Linked DNA regions of Sus scrofa: region 1 is linked to region 2. The links are chromatin contacts, called in public HiChIP or PLAC-seq maps. All regions are on one chromosome and are shown on one strand. Each heading gives the region's core, a stretch centred on a gene start, on an enhancer-like site or on the middle of the called end of the contact. The rest is flanking DNA. Distances are from core to core; before and after follow the strand shown. Region 1 holds the start of ANAPC4 (anaphase-promoting complex subunit 4). Region 2 holds the start of DHX15 (DEAH-box helicase 15).

The links. HiChIP or PLAC-seq counts read pairs in DNA pulled down with a chosen protein or histone mark.
Region 1: an H3K27ac HiChIP or PLAC-seq map of alveolar macrophages shows a contact between it and region 2. The contact joins the promoter of ANAPC4 here to the promoter of DHX15 in region 2. A contact is called at or near these places in 1 of 5 promoter capture datasets (fetal liver) and 1 of 2 datasets of contacts at active chromatin or transcription factors (alveolar macrophages).

Annotation. Positions count from the first base shown.
Region 1 is chr8:19,299,456-19,302,804 of Sscrofa11.1, reverse strand. ANAPC4 (anaphase-promoting complex subunit 4) reads right to left here and starts at 1,552. Exons shown (of 28, transcript XM_021101074.1): 1 at 1,205-1,552. The coding sequence starts at 1,333. All of the region lies in intron 13 of ZCCHC4 (zinc finger CCHC domain-containing protein 4), which reads right to left.
Region 2 is chr8:18,619,025-18,622,441 of Sscrofa11.1, reverse strand. It overlaps DHX15 (DEAH-box helicase 15), which reads left to right and starts at 1,550. Exons shown (of 14, transcript NM_001252212.1): 1 at 1,550-1,789. The coding sequence starts at 1,719.

The sequences.
Region 1 (3,349 bases), core at 303-2,802, 680 kb before region 2:
TTAAATCCAATCATGCCTGCGCCCACACAGCTGAATGGAATAGAAGAGACATACATACAACCCAGCGCACTAGTTTCCATCAAACTGCAAAACCACTAACCTCATGTGGCTCCTGATGCTGATCAACAATCCCATTAGATTTTACTAGTCTACTTGTCAGTTTTTCACTGCCTCTCTTTTCTCAAGCTTCCAATACTTTCTTCTCCCATCTTCTTCCTAAACAGCACTCCTTCTTCTTCACTGAGAAAACGGAAGCAACAAGTGACCACAATTACATCCATGTGATCACACTGATGCCCCAATTCTCTCCCTTCCTTCCTGCTACTATAGCTGTACTATCTCGCACTCCTCTCTAGAGTCCCGGAGCGCCAAAGCATCCTGGCAGGGGTGGGAGGCTAGAAGGGTTCATAGACGGCCTTGAGAAAGCCCCTGGCAACAATGTCCTGACAGTCAACATAGCTTTGAAGGCTGCTAAGTTTTCCTGGCAGATATATTCTCTTCACCACTTCATTTCCAAACTTGGCTGCACATAACACAACTCTCATCTGGCCAGATAACCAGGAAACCTGCCAAAAGGTCAAAGGAGTAAAGATGCACGGGTGAGGGTTTCCTTACAATACGGCTGCCAGGTAACGATGAACTCTCAGCAGAAAGGTGGGTACAACTGGGTCACACTGGATGAAATGCAATATCATGTGAACTAGAAATGCTAACTGACAACACTCCTGCACATTCCATCAGGAATCCAGGGAAGCATGGGTTTAACTTCAAAGTGTTTTTAATGGGAGGTAGCTATCCAACCTATACTGTAAAACTTGTACAATGAAATATAGATTCTTAATATAACCTCTGTGGCAGCTCTCTATATATGCATGGTCATTCGCAGCTGAAGCTTGACAATAGGTCATTTTTCTTCGGTCTAAACTGCAAGTAAACTATGGGCAGAATCTGTGGACCCGCTACCATGTCTAGATCATGAACGACACATCGTGAGTCTTTAAAAAGCCTATTTAACACATAAATGACTAAAAGAGAATTGGGGATGCAGGGCTGTCTGACTGTGTCAAGCTGTGTGGAAACTTGTTTGGCCCATAAAATGCAGGAAATGGGCATATAAATGACCTGCCCCACATCCAGTCCCTTAGTTTTCAGCAGGTCTGGAAGGAAGGGGCGGGGTGGACAGGTGGCACGCCGGCTCACTCACCTCGCCTGCCGTGTTAGCCAAAGCAATGAGATCCCGCTTGGGTGACCAGACCAGGAAAATGATCTCTTGTGGCAGCTGCTTCTCTCCCACCACCCGGAAGGACGGGAAACATGTCGCGAAACGCAACATGGGGGCGGCCCTGCAAGGACACCCCACTCGGAAGGCAGCAGGGACCCCCTCCGCGGCCGGCCTGGTGCCTGTGGCACCTCGGTCCCCGGCCCTTCCTGCAGAGCCCCAAATGCGGCGGTACCCGAGAGATGCCCCACCGCAGGGAAGGCACCCTCTCCCTCCCTCCCGCCCCGCGCCAGCCGCGCGCCGCAGCTTCCCCGCCGCCCGGCGCGCGCGCTCCGGGCACTTCCGGGTCCCGGATTTCCTCGCGAGAGCTCGAGAGCGGTCTCCAGCCGCTGGAGCCACTTTGACGGCCTCCAATGCAGCGGTGCTCAGTCCTGGTTGCTCAATAGAATCACTTCGGTTTTGTTGTTGTTGTTTTTTTAAACCCTTACCCGGGCAGCACTTCAGGCCGATTAAAATATGGGCTTGGACCCTATTTATGAAAACGCTCTAGGTGCTTCCAGAGCCCTGCTCTTAAACCTGACATAAATATCTTGATTCTGAATCCCGTTTAAGCCTCACAACTTATTGGTAGTAGTGGCCCTATCTTCATACATGAGGACTGCGGGCTCCCCAAGATTTGTCCCACAGCTATTGCAGCATCTGCTGTATGAAGGCGTCTGGGCCACAAAAATGCACGGGACATGGGGTCTCCCCCTCAAAGGCTCACAGGTCAGCCTGGCAGGACGCGTAAATCAGAACCTATCTGGTGCTTCTTGTTACAGACACATTTAAATATGTTAACTTGTTAAAAAGTTCCCACAAGTTATGAACCTGGCTAAGAGGATGTGACAGTACCACCCTGCGATGCTTGAACTTAAAATCTGTGGTACAAAGCCAGCTACCTTTCACTCCTTTTGCTTGTTCAAAGAAAGCAGCAGGATTTCAGTTTTGAACGAGCCCCATCTTCCTCCCCTCTCTATGGATCTAGCCCTGGGAAACAGATGACAGAGGTAGACGAATTCATTCAGCAACAAGTGTCCGAGGCACTTTTTTGTGCCAGGCACTGTGCGTAACTCTTGATGCTTGCCCTGCTCCCTTTCGGAGACGGCCTTTTGTCCTTGCTTTTGCTGCAGTTTAGCATGTTCCCCCCAATTCTACCAGAGGCCATATTCTAATGGGGAGAATGGACTTGCCTTTGTTCTTCATGAAATGCATTTTCAGATATTGTTTAATGTTCTGGGATGGTGTGTGGTTGTTAGCAGAACTGACACCGCCTCGGGTCCGTACAGTTCCTCCTGTCTTTCCACTGACCCTACGCAAGCCTGTAATGTGTGGTAAATCACTTCTTTTTGTTGTTAAGGGCTTTGTAGTTGATACTGTTTAATAACCTTGAGGACCAGGTGGCCTCTATGCTCTGTTAGTCCCCAAACAATGATGAAGACCTGTCCTGACTATTCCTGGCACACACAAGGCTGGTTCTCCATTCATAAATCTTAACTTAGGAACGTACTTCCTATTTCTCTAGGTGAACTAAAAAATGGTCCCAGTGACCCCTCAGCAGTGCTGGCTTCCCACGCAGTCACTGAAAGACTTCCTCATTCAGAGGAGAAGACACCGGATGTCACCCTTCTAGTCTGCAAGGGTACCAAGCACCGCAATAGCATGAAACTCTTGTGACTGTCCAGCTGATAAAACTCGCCCCTCATCTCTCTGAGATCTGCTTGCTCACTTTTGATGCCTTTTCTCCTTGCAGCCTTGATGAGGTACATTTATACACAATCTCCTGAAATCAAATGGCAGAGATCTTATCTTCTCTTTATTGCAATGACCTTCCAGCTGACCCTCAAGTAATTTAACTTATGTCCTAATGTTCCAATTCAAATCGCATCAAATGAGCTGGATTTTCCTGTGCATTTTGTTTAAGCTTTCCTTCCTTGGGCAGTTCTATCAGCATCATATTATCATGTAGCACACAGTTGGGTTTGGAAGCATAAGTGACCGTTTCCATTCACTTGATGCTTTTACTGGGAAGGTGAGGAAAGGTGTTAGTCTGAGCACCTGCTTCCCAGGGTTGTGGGAGGAGGATTGAGG
Region 2 (3,417 bases), core at 301-2,800:
CCTCTTGTTGTAGATTCCAGAAAGGCCACTCTCCTTAGGTAAAAACAATCTCTCTTCGGTCATTCAGGTACAACATAATTGATTAGGTTGTAGTTTCTTTAAATATATACTAGACCCAAGGAGGATGTCTCATCCCTTTCAGTTCCTCTTTTACAAAGCTTCCTTGCACTTGTTTGCACACCTATGTCTCTTAGGGCGGGACACTTCTGCAGACAGAATGCTAACATTTTCCCTCATTATTTCTCCAAAATGTTAGACTAATTTATGGTAGCCCTCAAACTGGGAACCTGGAGATCTGAGCCTGGAATTGTGAAAGTGAAAATCTGGATTTTAATTCTGACTTTGACACTCACTGACTGTGTGAACTTGGCCATAACCTAGAGCTCAGATCCCCTCATTTGTAAAGTCAAGCAAAGACAGAAAAAGCAGCTGGAAACCCTTCCAGGTTTACAATTCAGTGATTATGCATCATGATCTCTGACACAAGTCGATATACTGTTAAAATACTTTTAGGATAGAAAATTTTATAAGTGAAGACATTCACTTTTCTTTATAGTGACTTTGAAATATGGATTTGGTACCAAAAAAATCCTCTTCATAAGTTGAAATTTTCAAGTCGTATTTAACCTTAGGGATTGCAGTTCTGAGGAACTGATAAGAGTCTGAATATGATCTTCCAGGGCATCCAAACAACCACCGCACAAACTACAAAGATCACCTGATTTGGGTTGGTCCACAGATCTTTTTCTTGTGTGCTTCTTAGGGGATGAATCAACTGAGCAAGCAGGTAGATTCTGGAAGGAGAGATTTACAAAAGTCATGTCATGCTATAGCAACAATTTGCCGTGGCTTTAGGGACAGCCCTAACGGCTATGTAACATAACCTCTTTCAGCTTTAGTGTCCACATCTACAAAATCACACCTACTCTGCAGAGTTACTGTAAGAATAAGAATAGAGGTAAGGTGAACGCTGTGGAAGCACATGATAGGTACAAAGAAAAAAAAGTTATGTTCTTACTGCCAATTTTCTTTATTCCGGTAAAAGCATAAATAGATTGAGTGCATATTGTTGGTGATCAGTTAAAAAAAAAATAGAAGGCAAAATGGATTATGGTGAGTCTTGACATTTTCTCACCTCAGTTCGCCTATCAGTTGAGAGAGAATGTCTGGTCAGTGAATTCAAGTTCTAGAGCTGGGGTCCAATCCTGTCTCTGCCCCTTATCAGCTGTATGATCTGATAAGTTTTTCAACATCTCTGGGTCTTAGACTCCCCTAATACTGGTGGATAGGATTTCCTAAGTAGGATTAAACTCACTCTTTCAATTTTCTAAATCAGAGGGGTGTGAAGCCCCAAGGGCCCAACCCACTCAGAGGAGCATAAGGTGGCTGCAAAAGGAAGGAGGCCGGCGGGACGGAAGACGGGCGGGCCAACCAGGCGGTGGGCGGGGCTGAAGTTCCCGCCTCCGATGCGTGCGCGCAGTGCGCGCGCACGCACGCACGCACGCACGCACACACAGCATACCGCGGAAGCGCGCGCGCAGGCCCAGCCCTCGTCGCCGCCGCCATTTTAGCTCCTGGTTCCGGCCGCACGGTGTAGGCTGTTGTAGCGGGAGGGGTGGGGGTCCTCCAGAGTTTAGTAGTCATCCTCGACTGCGCCGATAGAGCCGTCAGGTTCTCTTTTTCCTTCCTTCGTTACCGCCAGCTCGAAGAGTCCGAAGATGTCTAAGCGACACCGGTTGGACCTGGGGGAGGATTACCCCTCCGGCAAGAAGCGTGCGGGGACCGATGGGTAAGCCAGGCCGGGGGCGCGAGCCAGGGGTTCGGGCTTTGTTGGGGTCCCGGAGGGGAGCGGGCCAGGGTGGGCCGGGCCGAGAGGGCCCCAGGGCCGACCCTTTGTTCCCCTCGGGCTCGGGTCACTAGCGGCGGGGCGCGGGAGAGCGGCGCCGCTCCCGGCGTTCGGCCCGACAAGGGCGCGGGGAGCTGAGTGGCGCGGCCGCCGCCCGGCCCAGTCAAAAGAGCCCAGAGGCCTTTCGTGGCCACTAGGGCGCCTCCTCTCCGGGCGGAGTCGAGCAAGAGTCACTTCGAAGGGAGCGGACGGGAGGGAACCGCGGACCTCGTGGCCCGGGCTCCAGGGTAAGGCCTGGAGCCCGGGGAGGGTGGGGGAGGGCGCGGCGGGAGTAGTCGCTTCTAAGGGCACCAGGTACTTCTGAGGCAGAGGGGTCGGGGCAAGGGCTTTGGGGGGCGGCTGGGTGCCCGGTCCGGGGAGAGGCGGAGGCCGGAAAGTGAGAGAAGCGCGTGGATTCTTGTGTAGGCCGGGGTGGGGGTGGTGGGTGTTGGGTGAGGCGTGCAGGCGGGGAGTTCTCGGGGGAGGGGAGAGTAGAGGGCCAGCCGGGAGAAAGGAAAACGTGGAGTATACCTCCTGAGCGGGAGGGCTGGTGGTTTGGAGCCGCTGCGTTTATACTTTGGCGGGAGAGCGCGTGCCTCGGTCCATTCAAACACTTCAAAGTAGATGCTAGGCAAACTTCCGCTCTTGCCTACGCTCCCGCCATCTCCTTTATTTCCTGCTTTGGCCGAAACTGTATTTACGTACACGGGGCATCCCAGGGATGTAAATTAGAAAGGCCTTGTGTTTTTTCCAATAAGTTCTTGTTTTCTGCCCTCTACCCCACCCCGCTTTCCTTCATAAGTAGCTTTTGAAACAAGAAGACCCTTTTTTAGTAATTTATGGGAAAATATCACACTTGGGGAGCTTCTTTGGGAGTTCAGATACTCGTGGTGTTTCAGATTCCTTTCCACTTAGCCTTTATTTTTAAAGGTACAGAGGAATTTAACAGTTGGCTTTAGCAATTGCATCGAAATCATTTTCCAGTGTGTCCTTTCATTCCTGAAGTACAGAGCTTTATTTGGATAATTCAGGCAGAAACATGAAAGCCTGAATATCTAAATACTTTGAATAATTTTGCATTTATTGTGGGTATATGTGTGCAGAATCACTGTGTTGAGTCATCTGAATAACTTTTGTGAGTTTTTGTTTATCCAAAGTCCTTCTTTTGGATGGAATAAGGTATCTGTGTCTGGCGAGTATAAGCCAGGATAGGGTGTACTTTTTGATATCTTCCCATATATTAAAATATGGGAAGCATGAGTGTGTAACACTTTAATCTTGTAAATTTTGTAATTTACAATGTTAGATGTCAATTTTCTGTCTTAGGCTGTGTCTATCTTGGTTCCCCTCCTGGTCGCCAGTCCCCTAACACTCCCCACCCCTCACCCCTACAGAATAGCAAAACTTCGGCATTTGACCTACAAGTCACAGGCTCCTGAGAGCTGCTTTGAAGAAAGTGTGTATAATCCTCTCCACTTCGGGGATGAGAAATGGAAACCCAAAATTGTTAAGGGTGCTTGTGCAACCTTAAA